2 separate regions of the Mus musculus genome follow, and region 2 is linked to region 1. Evidence: chromatin contacts called from public HiChIP or PLAC-seq data. All regions are on one chromosome and are shown on one strand. The core of a region is the stretch at or near the end of the contact, and the rest is flanking DNA. Distances in the headings are between cores, read along the strand shown.

Evidence for each region. HiChIP or PLAC-seq counts read pairs in DNA pulled down with a chosen protein or histone mark.
Region 2: a contact with region 1 is called in an H3K4me3 HiChIP or PLAC-seq map of the SCID.adh cell line, with 14 read pairs. The contact joins the enhancer-like site here to the promoter of 3110070M22Rik in region 1. A contact is called at or near these places in 5 of 39 promoter capture datasets (the C10 cell line, the HPC-7 cell line and embryonic stem cells), 1 of 484 Hi-C or Micro-C datasets (pancreatic cancer cells), 9 of 115 datasets of contacts at active chromatin or transcription factors (the SCID.adh cell line, embryonic stem cells, epiblast stem cells and 2 more) and 2 of 9 other capture datasets (embryonic tail and pancreatic islet).

Annotation. Positions count from the first base shown.
Region 1 is chr13:119,486,800-119,490,675 of GRCm38.p6, forward strand. It overlaps 3110070M22Rik (RIKEN cDNA 3110070M22 gene), which reads right to left and starts at 1,585. Exons shown (of 1, transcript NR_027974.1): 1 at 458-1,585. Tmem267 (transmembrane protein 267) reads left to right here and starts at 1,674. Exons shown (of 3, transcript NM_001177666.2): 1 at 1,674-2,195.
Region 2 is chr13:119,730,901-119,735,070 of GRCm38.p6, forward strand. All of the region lies in intron 1 of Nim1k (NIM1 serine/threonine protein kinase), which reads right to left. Among named protein-coding and RNA genes, the nearest start is that of Gm52026, 8.8 kb to the right of the region's middle. Within about 2 kb of position 2,856, at least 4 of the 459 cell types and tissues checked have an H3K27ac peak or open chromatin away from gene starts, as enhancers often do. A contact at or near this core is called in the SCID.adh cell line, where this site is marked.

The DNA of each region.
Region 1 (3,876 bases), core at 335-2,834:
GAGAGGGCTTGGAGGGAGGAAAGAGAAAGGAGAAATATTATCTCACAAAAATAAAAAGTAATTTAAAAAATACCCAGAGGGTTTTGAACCTACCGCTGGCTCCTCTTAAAAAGAGGGGTCAGCCGGGCGTGGTGGTGCACACCTTTAATCCCAGCACTTGGGAGGCAGAGGCAGACGAATTTCTGAGTTCGAGGACAGTCAGGGCTACACAGAAAAACCCTGTCTCGAAAAACCAAAAAAAAAAAAAAAAAAAAGAGGCATCATTTCCTCCCCTATCCAAACTATAAAAAGCAAAGCTGTATATCAAAAAAGAAAAGTGACCAAAGCAACCCTGTTGCAACCTAAATGATATAGGCTAGGTGTCCAGATCCGGTTTGTTTTTCTCTGTTCATACGCAGGAACTCTGAAGCCCACAAAGGGCAGCAGAGCAATCTCATGCCACAGACAGACCCGGCAGTTGAAGAAAAGTGTTTACTGGGGGTGAGGAAACACATGAGGCAGAGGCTCAGAGAAAAAGACCCCCCAAAACCAGAGCAGGAACTCCGGAAGCAGGAAAGCCGGGTCTCAGGAGGGTGGGGGGTGTTTAAACCCCCCTGAAGAGTCTTCCTCCCCTTGAGGGTTGGTCCACAACAGTTCTTGTCATGATCCAGCCTTGAACTTGGGCCAGTCCATCTATGATCGTCCCAACTACCTCACTAAAGTTAGCCTCTCCTAGTTGAGATATATCACTATGTGTCCAGCATATTTCCACTTGGTCAGTGCCCTTCAGTAAAGGAGCTCCTCTGCTGGAATAGTTCATCTGAAGCGATTCTGTGAGTGATTTTCTGACGCAGGGGGATGACTGTGGCCCTCTGCTGGAATAGTTCATCTGAAGCGATTCTGTAGCCGAGCCCAACACAAGGATTCAGGATGCATTGTATGAAGAGCAGTCAGTGTTCTTAACATCCCCCCGCTGACACAGGGGGATGATGCTGATTGAGTGTGGGGCAGGGGGATGTGGCTGTGTGACTGTGTGAGGCAGGGGGATGACTGTGGCCCTCTGCTGGAATAGTTCATCTGAAGCGATTCTGTAGCCGAGCCCAACACAAGGATTCAGGATGCATTGTATGAAGAGCAGTCAGTGTTCTTAACCGCTGAGCCTTCTTGCTTTGCCCTCGATGTCCTGAGATCAGCCGCCTCCCATCGCCCGTGTCGCCCCCGCCGGTGAGTAGCAAAGCCTTGAGAAATCCCCAAGGGGGCGGTGAAGCGCTGCGGTGCGTCTGGTCTGACAGGTCGCGCGATCCTGCATCGTCTGCCCTGTGGCGTCCACTGCAGGACGTTAGGAACGTCTGAGCCGTCGAGCCCCCGACCCACGGTGTGCCCTGCAGCCGGCGAGGGGCTTCTCCATCCCGGCCGCCACAGGTGAGCATCGTGGTGAGCGGGGTGACTCGATGAGCACAGACACCGACGGGACGTTTTCCACGTTTCCGTCCGGCTCTGAGGGCTCTGAGGGCGTGCAGAGCTCAGGGCGGCCACCGGCTCAGGCTCATCCAGCGAGCGACCCGCATCCCGGCGTCCGCGGGGACCCGGAGGACTCGGCCGCTCTGGCCGGCGGCGCGCGCGTCTCTATGGTGCGGCCGAGGGGCGGGGCGCCGTCGTCCGCCCGCCTACCGCGAGGCGCGCCGGGTGGAGCCGAGCCGCGGCTCGCCGGGCGGGGAGGGACGGCCGGACCGCGCTGCGTCCAGAGGGAGCCGGAGCCGGGCGAGGCGGAGGATCGAGTCCCGGGCCGGGGCTGCGGGCTCAGGGTGGACTCGAAACCTCTCAGAGCCTCACCCCTCCCTCCCTCCCTCCCTCCCTCCCTCCCTCCCTCCCTCCCTCCCTCCCCTGCCCTCCCTCTCTCGCCCTCCGACCCCGTCGACGCCGCTCTTCTCGGCTCTGCGCTTTTTCCAACCCGAAGCGAAGCGGGGAGCCGGTGGGCGGGTGGAGAGCTGAGGCCTCCTGTGCAGTTTAACAGTCGACATCGTAGAAATCCATTCTTTTTAATCTAAAACTTACTCGATCCCACGGACCTCAGAACAGCACGCGTGGAGGAGTCGGCTCAGAACAGAAACACGTGGAAACGCTTCACTGTCCATTGTATCTGTCGCCGTCACGGGCGCTCTTTCACACGCGGAGAGAGACCGGATGGCCTCAGAGTCACGCTGACGTGAAAAGAGGTTTGCGTCTGCTCCTTGTATTGATTATCAGCACCAGATCCGACATCTGCGTTTGATAGTTTGGCTCCCGACTTAAACGCGTTGACTGACACGGCAACCATAGTGTGAGGACCGGTTTGTAAAGCCGGATGAAGGCAGTTTGGGTCAGGGGGTGTTTTTGTGTGTTGTGATAATGTTGCTTGATGGTTCACTTTTTGAGACATGGTCTCTTTGTGCTCTTCCTGTTGATCTGGGAATGTTATCGGAGCTCGTGATTGTTCCCTGAGTGCTGGGACAACAGACCTGAATCCAGCACTCTGTACTCCCAAATGCCACACACACACACACACACACACACACACACACACATACACACACACACACACACATACACACACACACACACACACACACACACACACACATACACACACACACACATACACACACACACACACACACATACACACACACACACACACATACACACACACACACATACACACACACACACACACACACACACATACACACACACACACACACTCACACACACACACACACACACACACACACACACACACCGTGCAAACAACCACTGAACTGCCGAGGAGCCATTAGGTTCTGTTTAAAACGTTTCTAAGTGAAAGTGTCAGACATCCAGAAAAGTAGAGATCAGCGTGAAGACCTGTGGGCTGTTTGTCCACACGAGGGACCGGCTGCTCGTGCAGGGACCCGGGTTTAGTTCCGAGCACCCACATGGCAGCTCACAAGACTGTGACTCCTGTCCCGTCCTCTCTTCTGACCTCTACAAGCACCACAAGATGCAGGCAAACATCCAAAAACACAATAAAAATGTTAAAGCTCAGATGTGGCACAGCACTGAAGCGTTTGACAAGTGGACCGATTATTGATTTCAGTAGGCTGTGGCAGATTAGAACTCAGCTCAGAATCATGCTTGCTTATTTAAAAAAAAAAGATTTACTTATTCTATGTATATGAGTGCTCTATTTGTGTGTGTACTTGCCGGCCAGAAGAGGGCACCGGATCCCATTACCGATGGTTGTGAGCCGCCATGTGGTTGCTGGGCCTTGAAGTCAGGTCCTCTGGAAGAGCAGGCTGTGTCTTAACTGCTGCGGCATCTCTCCAGACCCCTTCCCTTCTCACATAAGCTTAAGGTTTGGAGTTTGCTGTTCTGGGCAATAGAAAGTGGGTTGTTTGTTGGGGAGCTAGAAGAGTAGCTCTGAGAAGCAAAGTGTGATCTACAGAACTAGGCCATGCTTGAAAACCTCGGACACTGCAGCCAAGGATTTAATGTCTTCGTTCTTAGCTTTTTGTCTTTGTATTTTCTTGAGATACTTTTAAAGACAGGGTCTCTCTAGGTAGACCCAGAACACCGTGCAGACCCGTCCCTGCAGAATGCCCAGATTAAAGACTTCTCTCGGGCTTTCTTGTCCCCGGCTCTTTTGTGTCTTGAAGCCTGTGGCCTCCAAGGGAAGGTGGACCAGTCCACCTCAGGTTTACTTAGGAAAAGGAGGCTGGCAGGCGTAGCTTGGGTGACCCTGATCACTACAGTAGACACTGCTGCTAGGGAGGCAGGCACTAGAGTTTAGGGATTGGGGCAAGCACTTTTCCCAAAAGGAAGAGACTTTTTTTTTAAAGACTTAGGTATTTATTTGTATATGCATATGCACCATGTGTG
Region 2 (4,170 bases), core at 1,606-4,105, 250 kb after region 1:
CTACATTTGGAGATTGTGCAATGTGCAAAAAGCTCTCTGACTGTCTACTGCACAATCCTTGAATGCCAGTGCCAGAGAGAGAGAGAGAGAGAGAGAGAGAGAGAGAGAGAGAGAGAGAGAGAGTTATGAGTGAGGAGAAACTCTACACCCTCACACTCTACATGAATGAAAATCTGAATTAAAGAATGAATAGGAATGGTAAATCTGCGTCACTGTATATGTCCACGGGTGAATACAGATTCATTTTGCAAAGTTCTGTTTCCTCCCACCCCCCACTCCTATCCCCACCCCCGTCACCACCAACTGGAGACTTACATTGGGTCTGCCAATAGAAATTCCACTTAGAGTTTAAAGAACTGCTACCAACAGTAATCGCCTGACTGCTTTTTACTAGTCTCCCCAGACATCAAGCTAGATCATGTTGAAAATTAGACAGAATAATGGAATTAAGACATGATTAATTTCAGGCGAAGTCTCCCATTTTTCAGATGCAGGTAGTTTCTGCTGTTGTTCTTGTCCTTTGCCCCTTTGATTTTGGCCAGTTTTTATGGATGCTAATAAGAGCTTAGAATCTCAACCAGACAAATATATGGAGTCAGTCATCGTACATCAAAGTATCCGAGGAGGAGGCAGAATGCCACTTAATTATTAGCTTGCCGCCGCAGCACAGTGATGCGTTAAATAAGATGAAAGAAAACAGAACTTCCTTGGTAATTTATTTTCTTGACTTGCAACACGCTGTGAAGATAATATCAAAGGAAGCCATCTTGCCTTTGTTCTCTTTGTCTCCATTTCTAAACTTCTGGGCAAAGCTTTCAGACAATTCCTTTGTTGGCTGGCAGGGCCAGGCTTGCTTAGGGGAAATGCTGGGTGATTTATTTATTTATTTATTTATTTATTTATTTATTTATTTCTATGTGTGGCAAGGAGATTGGGTGATAATCAGACTGTGGTTGTAAGCCTTCTCAGACACGTCACACCCTCACAGAGATCGTTAACAAATACAGTCCATTTGGAAGTTTATTTTAGCATTTAGAAATCATTTGAACCATATTACTTTTGGCCTTAGCTCCTATTTCCCAACATATATGCACTGAGATTCCCCATAGGGGAGCAGTGAGGAGGTTCTGAAGCAAATACAAAATCAGTGTAAACTGTTTCTGTGTGAGGGCAGCGCTACTACGCTGTAACACTTGATAGCACAGGATGCTTCCACCCACACTCACAATCCATGGCCAGCCTGCTCACTCTGCTGGGCCTACACCAGCTCTTTTCAGTATTGAGTTCTACCACAGTGGAGAGTCCCGTGACTATCAAGATCACAGACTGAAATGTCTGTGAGGGTGGCACAGGAAGGACTTTTATACGGATGACCCTTCTAGGTACCCGTGCCCAGCATGCCAAGGCAGCCCTTGCTTCCCCCCAGTTGGGAAGCCATGCTCAAATGCTAATGTATGTTTGTCAAGTCTTGTAATTCCCCAAAGAAACTGGCAACTGAGAGTTTGTTTTTGTTTTTAAATAAACTCTCTAAGTCTTTAAGTGGTGGATTAAATATTTTTAAAACATGAGTAGACAAAATTGAAAATTTGGACCAGAGGGGTGTGTGTGTGTGTGTGTGTGTGTGTGTGTGTGTGTGTGTGTGCATGTGGAGGTCATTCAACAGGGCATTGTCTGGTGTAAAATGTCTAGCACTTTTTAGTCAACAGCTATTCTATTCTTTGACAGAGCAAACTTTAGTGACTACTTAAAAATCATACTGTGTCGGGATGGGGGAGATGATTCAGTGGGTAAAGTGCTTCGTATTCAAGCACGAGGACATGAATTTGGACTACCAGCCTCTGTGCAAAAGCTGGATGCCGTCGTGAGCATCTATGCCCCTAGCGCTTCGGATGCAGAGAAAGAGAGACCCTAGGGGCACACTGGCCAGCCAGCTAACTAAAACAAGGAGCTCCAAGTTTAGTGAGAGACATTGTCTTGGAAAAACACGAGATGGAGAGAGCTGGAGGAAGTCCCCTCACCTCAGCCTCTCACCCCTCATCTCAGCCTCTGACATATCCCCCAGGAATGGAAACCCTGACAACACTGTAAAGTGAGCACTCTTCAGTCCCCTTCTATGGATTAAATAAATAAAATCTAAAGGCAACCAAAGTTAACAAACTCGCCTTTGAGTTGGCTTCTTGGGGGGTGAGAACTGAGTGTCTAGGTCACCTCTCAACCGTGCATTTCAAACAAACAAGAATGGAAAAGGCCAAGATCCAAAAGAAGAATTTCAGGCTCCTGGATGCATTTTAGTTCCATTTCCAAACATAAACCCTCCTAGCACCTTTTTGAGACAGTGCTTGCCTTCAGACAAGTGGGGTGTGTGTGTGTGTGTGTGTGTGTGTGTGTGTGTGTGTGTGTGTGAGAGAGAGAGAGAGAGAGAGAGAGAGAGAGAGAGAGAGAGACATGGAGATGTGTCATGAACCTGAACCTGCCATGCACTGAACCACAAACAGGTATCCCTGAGCAGAAAAAATAAACACATTCTCTGTGTCCCCAGAAAAGGCTAATTTAGGAAGCAGTGTGGGAACACTTGTACTTATTTGCAACACACAGTTTATTTTTAGGGGATTAAAATGTTTGCACATCAAAGCCCAAACTGCTCTCTTTTACAGTTCTGTAACTAACTTCACTTGGCCCTAGTGGGATATATTCTGGAAGACAGGGAGAGTAACAGGGATTAGGGCATTTAGCTCTATTTGAACCAAACTAAGGCAAATCTATTGTTCACAAACAGTAGGATTACTGCTCTGGGTGAGGAAAGACTACTGCAGAGCAAACACTTCTATTATCAGAAATTCCAGGTGCACTTGAAACTTGGATGAGTCTCCCCATCTGTCATTGACTCCTGCACACAGAACAGGCAACACACTTGAGGTCAGTGTTGGAGATCAAATCCAGGGCCTCGTGCATGCTAGGCAAGTTACTCCTCCAGTCTTTGTTTTTCAGGGTTTCTTAGTGATTCAATGTACAGCCAGTTTTGAAAACCACTGTCTTGGAACAGAGACACTTTGGGTGGGCACGCTGCTATACGGCTGAAGGCTGCTCTTTCCAATTTCCGCTGTAGCTGGGTTTGGCTGTGTGTCTGAGTTTTAGTCTGGACTCTGAACAGAAGTAATAAATGCAGTTGTTAGGCAACTGCCTTAAAGAGAGCAAGGCATACCCCATCCTCTCACATTTTTCTATCTTCAGGTTGGCTGGAATGTGGACACAATAGTGTAATAGAAATGACCATTTAGACCAAGATGGAAGCTAAATCCTGAGACTGACAGAGCTACAGAGAGAAGTTCAAACACTATCACGATGTACTGTGAGGTGCCACAGGCCCAAACCAACACGGGCAAGTGATCGTCAATTGAAACTCCTGAAACTGTGAACCAAAATAATGTTTTCTCTATTAATTTACCACAAGTATTTTATCACAGCAAGGGAAAGCAGACAGGTGGGGCTTGGTGGTGCATGCCTCGAATTCTGGCACCCAAGAGGTTGAGGCAGGGGCATTGAAAGTTTGTCAGCTGTAATACAGTCTGGTCTACATAACAAGCCTCTATCTCAAAAAACATGCACATATCCCTGCTCCCAAAAGGCGGGAGGGGAGCAGGAAGCTGTCCGGCTCAGACTCTGCATTCTTTAATCAACCTGAGGGTTACAACAAGGAGATGTCTTGATTTTTTTTTACTTCAGATTCCATATTGTATAATCATTTTACAACATGCATAACTACTTCTATAATTGAAAATTTGTATCTGTCTACATGTATGTATCTGTTTATACAGAGATAGATACAGAGGCTGGATAAAGACAGACAATAAAGGATAGGTCAAGGACTTCAGAATTCAATTACCTGGGACTGCAGAATAATTCAAATATGTATTCCTTTGTGTAATCAAACCCCACAAATCTTAACTATATCTAATTCTGTGGAAGAAAGAATGGTGATCAAAAAAAAAGAGAAAGAATGACATTATAACTTCTGAGTAAGCAAGCTAGTCTGAGCAAAACAGTATCATCAATTTATTTATTTATTCAAATGTTTCTGTTACAATTTTATTTATCACAGAATATGTATGTGTGGACATGTGTGGATTCAGATCTCTCCTACATGGATTATGGGGGGTTGAATTCAGGTCA